2 separate regions of the Mus musculus genome follow, and region 2 is linked to region 1. The links are chromatin contacts, called in public HiChIP or PLAC-seq maps. All regions are on one chromosome and are shown on one strand. The core of a region is the stretch at or near the end of the contact, and the rest is flanking DNA. Distances in the headings are between cores, read along the strand shown.

Region 1 (2,864 bases), core at 248-2,747:
GCAGCTATACACACCAGCAGGAGATTGGTCCCTCCAACTCTCATCATGGAAAAAGGAGGCACCCAGAAGTCTCCATCACTTCCTGGGGAGGTAATGGATGTTAACAGCTGATGAAGGGCATGGTATCATTTTTTTTTTTCTACTTGTCTGGCCACTGGGGAGCTAAGTAGGAAGAAGGGGTCCAAAGGGAAAGGAGGAAGGACATTGAAGGATAACAAATGGGGAAAATGAGTATTCTAGAAGAACAGAAGATTGTTGCTATTTGCTCTGAATCACTTACCTATCCTCTCATTCAGGTTTTTTTTTTTTTTTGATGGCTAGGGGTCAAGCCTGAGGGATTTGATCATGATAGGCAAGTGCTGTCCCGCTGACGTACACCCCAAGGCCTTGTATATTTTTTCATAGGGCTTGCCAAAGCTTTTGAGGGTCAATGTTCCACTGACTATGGAATACAAGTTTAGTATAACTTTTATTTGTGCCAGTGTGGGCAGTTGTTTTAAAATTCCTGAACCAATTAACTTGTTTAGGTTTCCCAAGGTCACAGTTTCTTCATCTGAAGCTGAACTGATAAAATATAGTTCCTATTATTATAAATACAGTGTGTTTTGGCACTGCACAAATTACTGTGGTAGCAATATGGCTACATTAAAAATCTACCTAAAAGCTCACTACAAAAACCTCTTCATTCCACAGAGAACTTCCACAAGGCCAGTTCCACAAGACTCGCTCTTTGGAACTGTTTGTGCCTAGTGGACAGTCAATGAGTTGCTACCAAAATTCTACTGTATGAAAGCCTGAATTGCATCATAAGTAGCCCTGCCTGGTGATGCACAGCTGTAAAGTCAGCACTTGGGGAGTGGAGATCAAGAGTTCAAGGTAAGTTTGGGATACATGAGACCCAAGAAGAAATGAAGGGAGGAAAGGATGGGGGTAGAGAGAGAAAAAAAAAAGGTAGGGGATGAAGGAAGGAAGGGAGGGTGGGAGGCAGGGAAAGAGGGAGGGAGAAAAAGAAGAAGGGAGAAAAAAGAAAGGAAGGGATAAAGGAATAAGAAAGAAGGGAGTGAGGGAGAAAGGGAAGGAGGGGGAAAACACTCAAAATAAACTATACTAGTACATAAAACATAAAAGAAATTACTTTAGGGATAAAATATCTTTTTTCTCTTTTTCTGTCAGTTGAAAGTGTGATCACAATTTACTAGTCTGCTTTGAAATAAGTTACTCTACTGGCTACTAGATTCATTCATTTCATTTCAGAATAACTGTGATTGTTTTTCGTCTTATGTGTTAATTATAAAACTATGAGAAAATAGTCGACAATCTTATGTACTTGGTGAAGAGAAACTGTCCCTTGTTGTTTTGAAAAATAATTTTGGGGTGTGGGGACACTTAAAAATCTCAGATTTCAGGCTCTTCCAAACTCATAGATAATTGGCCTTGCCAAATGATCTCAGGAGAATTGGCCTTGAGACATATTTGAATCATGAGGCATTCTCGCAATTCACCACACTTTACCCACTTCCTGTGCTCATAACAAGCCAGAGAGGCTGCCATCTGTGGCACACAAATAAAGACAAGAAGGAAAGTTTAAACATACACACACACACACACACACACACACACACACACACACACACACACACACACTTTCCCTTACCTCCAATGCAGTCAGAAGAGGTTGTGTTTGTAAAGAGGATTATCACCTGCTGGATCCTCTTCCACTGTGAGGCTAAGCCCCTCAAGGTCATCCAACTATGGCAGGTGTTGGCCATACTATCTGACCCTGCCAGAGCTGAAATCTTACCAGGATATCTCAGAATAATTTTCTAGTGCAAAGGTATTGAGGGGGATCCCAGAAGTGTCACATTCCCCTTATCTTTCTAAGGAAGTGTCACATTCCCCTCATCTTTCTAAGGCAGGAAAATAGGGGCACAGAGAAAGGGCAAGTGGGGAGGGGTGCTGCTATGAGAAAATCTGAACAGCTCAGCCTTCATTCAACATGAATAATTAAGCAACCTCACCATTAAATAAACCTTATAGCCATTGGCTTCTCACCTTATTTAGATAACTAAGTTTATAGATCCTGGGGTCCTTGGTGCTAACTAAATGCAGCTGAACATGAATTCTGCAATTCATCTAGAAAGCAGGGGAAATCAGACTCTTTGCTCTGTCTTCAGATGGTCAATGATGTCAAAAGTGATTGCAGACCCACTTTGCAAAGTCCAAGAACAAGAAGAGGGGGCTTTGCCATCCTACTTTACCCACTAATGGTTTTACGCCTAGCACCATCATCCTTTTAAGTCATAAAACCTCATATCAAGCACTTTGAGTGTCTACCTTGCTGGATAATGTATTTTGCAAAGCGCTATACACAATGGTGGGGTTGGAAAATCCTTGTGCAAAATCAAGATGGCAATGCTTGTACATCTGCCTTCCCTGAGTCTACATCCAGCAGAATCTAAGTTGACATTCTCACAGAGGTGGCTGCATATCCATGTCTAATGCAACACTATTTATTGTAGGTACTATATAGAATCATCCTAGATGCCCATCAACAGATGAATGCATAAAGAAAATGTGGCTTCAAAGCAAAGCACAATTCATGTATATGAAAACATCACAATGAAACACATTGTGTCCTATGCAACCGGTAAGATGATACAAAGTTGAGAAGATGGCTGTGCTGATGGTCAGCGTTAGTTTTGTGTCATTTAGCAGTGATCTGGGTTGACGAGTGGTCATCTAAGCAGTTGATACATAGTCTAGTAAGTTTCAATACTTGCTTTTTCAGATCCCATGGTATCAGAGCTATAGCTTCAGTGTGGCAAAGCCAAAAAGAGCCACTCATAAGTAAGTGTGAATCATGT
Region 2 (2,864 bases), core at 262-2,761, 790 kb after region 1:
CTCTCTCTCCCTCTCTCTCCCTCTCTCTCCCTGCCTCCCTCCCTCCCTCCCTCCCTCCCTCCTCCTCCCCTTCTTCCTCCTCCTCCTCCTCCTATCACAGAGTATCTTAGAAGCATCTCCCTGCCGGTCCCTGTCCTGGTAGAAGACACCAGCAGCAGTAGCGAGTATGGCTCTGTTTCTCCTGATACAGAGCTGAAGGCGGACCCCTTCTCCTTCAAAGCCAGAGCTAAGTCCTGTGGAGAAAAGGACGGGAAAGGGATACGGACATTGTTCCTGGGGTAAAGAGCTGGCTTGCTTGTGCCCAAAGGCATACCCTGTGGACTGTCACTCTGTAAGGAGACCCTGACTTACGTTGTACCCATTATTACAGCATTCCAGATGAAAATTTTGAAGATCACAGTGCGCCCCCATCTCCTGAAGAGAAAGACTCGGGCTTTTTTATGCTGAGAAAGGATAGTGAGAGGCGAGCTACCCTTCACAGAATCCTGACCGAAGACCAGGACAAGGTTGTAAGGAACCTAATGGAATCTCTGGCCCAGGTAAAGCTTCCTGGACACCCCCTTCCTGAAGATTTACATAGGATGGTGTTGTTGTTGTGTTGTTTTGTAAACTTTATTTAATCTTTTTGGTGTTGTTTGTTTGTTTTCAAGACAGGGTTTCTTTGTGTAACCCCAACTGTCCTGGAACTCTCTCTGTAGACCAGGCTGGCCTTGAACTTGGAGACTGGCCTACCTCTGCCTCCCTAGTGCTGGGATTAAAGGCGTGTGCTTCCCTACCCCCTGCCCCCCCTACTCTACTTCCTGATTAGGTGAGGCTACAGGTGCACCACACCACACCCAGCCAAACGCTACAGATTTTTACTTGTGTGCTTACAGCCTAGAGTTGTTCAGGAGCTCTGGAAGTGTGAGAAGGCTGTAATACTTAGGAGACAAACCTACTATATGCTGAGTGTCTTAGCACCTGCGAGGCTGAGGCAGGGAGATGGTTCGTTCTAGGCCACCCTGGGCTACATAAGGAGACCTTATTTTGCAAAATAATAATAATAATTATTGTTATTATTATTATAGCCCTCCCATGAGGAAACAATACAAATTGTTGTACACTGAAAGCAATATGGTTCACTCTTTTTCTTGCTGGTTGCTCTCCATCCCTACCCCCTCCTTCTCCCTTCCTTCCTCTGTCCATTCGTCCATCTGTCCTTCATCCCTTTCTCCGTGCTCCCTTCTTCCACTCTTCTTCCTTCTTCACTCCTCCCTTCCTTCCTATTCTTGTATTTTTAAGAGAAGAGCTGATGGAATTAAGGGGTTTGCAGTCCCCCTTGAGATAGTAGAGTCTTGGCTCTAGTAGACCACAGCAGCGATCACAGGTGTGCTGCTTTATTGACAAGTTAGTGTGTGGGACTTGATTAGTGTCCGTACATACCTGGATGGCACACGCAGCAGCCTACACAGTTCTGCTGCTCATTCACTGGGTTGGTAAACAAAGGTTAAGCCACAAGAATTGCTGTTTTGGCATAAGCGCAAGTCTGCCTATCAGCTGTTCCTCTGATCACTGGAAACATTAGCAGGTGGCACCCTAGCTTATGAGGTCACCAAATTCACACAGGAAGTGGGGGGCAGCTGTGAGCAACTGTGTAGTATGTTAGAATTACTAGACGAAGAACAGCCAAACCAACCAACCAAACACCTTGCCAAAGAAACTATTTTGCGTGGTACGTTAGCTTGCCAGGGCAAAATGCCACAAACCAGATGTCTCACTCAGCAGAAATTTGTTTCCTTGAAGTTCTGGAGGCTCACAGTGCAAGGCCAGCATATTTACTGTCTTCTGGGAATGAATGACCATCTCCCCCCAGTATCCCAAGATGCCCTGCTCTCTGTGCACGAGCACCCCAGTCCAGGTGGATTAGACCCCGTCCTTATTTACGCCTGACATAATAAGATTCCCTCGGTTCCAGCAGGTAGGCCACAGCTCGGAGCTCTTACAAATGTGTGCTTCGCTCCCATCGACATAGCAAGTCCCCAGCATGGCATCTGTCATCCTCTATTAGTCCTGTGAATACTGCGGGCATCAGTGCCCCACAGTCACTGTGAACTGCTGGTGGCTGTGGCAGTGCGGACTGCACACAGCTCTGTTTCTCTCTTGGCCTGACCTTGTCTTCCATCAGGACAGATGGGGAGCCAAGTTCTCTTTCTTGGCACTTACTGTTCAGCTCCAGCGGCATCTTGTCAGCCACACTAGGTTTCTGTGCTGTTCCCTGAGCCTGAACATTCTGTCACCATAAGAATTCCCTAGTACCCACCTTTTGGATCTAAAAGAAGAGTAATGTGTGTGCCAGTAAAGGCTCTGGCTGCAGGGAGAGCTTAAGAGAATGCCGTCAGTACTTTCTGAAGGAGGCCGACTGTGGTCCTAATAGAAAGCTGTCTCAGATAGGGACCACGGTGACCGTGAGGCCCAGGAAACAGGTGTTGTGGCCTGAGAAGGCAGGCAGGCCTTGAGGTAAGGGGTAGTTGCCAGAGAGGCTAGGTGTGCCCGTGCGGATCGTTCAGGAACAGAGAATAGGACAGATTGAGATACGGGGAACCAAGGTTGGATGGAGGGAACGGATGCATGACTTGCAGTTCATGCAGTCATTCAGCAAACACTGTCCATCTGCTGAATGCCAGGTGTCCGAGTTAGGGTTTTACTGCTGCGAACAGACACCATGACCAGTGCAAGTCTTACAAAGGACAACATCTAGTTGGGGCTGGCTTACAGGTTCAGAGACTCAGTCCATTATCATCAAGGAGGGAGCATGACAGAGTTCAGTCAGGCATGGTACAGAGAAGCTGAGAGTTCTGTGTCTTCATCTGAAGGCTGCTATGAGG

The links. HiChIP or PLAC-seq counts read pairs in DNA pulled down with a chosen protein or histone mark.
Region 2: an H3K27ac HiChIP or PLAC-seq map of double positive thymocytes shows a contact between it and region 1, with 4 times the contacts expected there. The contact joins two enhancer-like sites. A contact is called at or near these places in 2 of 115 datasets of contacts at active chromatin or transcription factors (double positive thymocytes and memory CD8 T cells).

Annotation. Positions count from the first base shown.
Region 1 is chr10:19,332,089-19,334,952 of GRCm38.p6, forward strand. No RefSeq gene overlaps it. Among named protein-coding and RNA genes, the nearest start is that of Olig3, 23 kb to the right of the region's middle. Within about 2 kb of position 1,498, at least 17 of the 459 cell types and tissues checked have an H3K27ac peak or open chromatin away from gene starts, as enhancers often do. A contact at or near this core is called in double positive thymocytes and memory CD8 T cells, where this site is marked.
Region 2 is chr10:20,118,045-20,120,908 of GRCm38.p6, forward strand. Map3k5 (mitogen-activated protein kinase kinase kinase 5) reads left to right here. Exons shown (of 30, transcript NM_008580.4): 22 at 101-278; 23 at 371-539. Among named protein-coding and RNA genes, the nearest start is that of Map7, 52 kb to the right of the region's middle. Within about 2 kb of position 1,512, at least 46 of the 459 cell types and tissues checked have an H3K27ac peak or open chromatin away from gene starts, as enhancers often do. A contact at or near this core is called in double positive thymocytes and memory CD8 T cells, where this site is marked.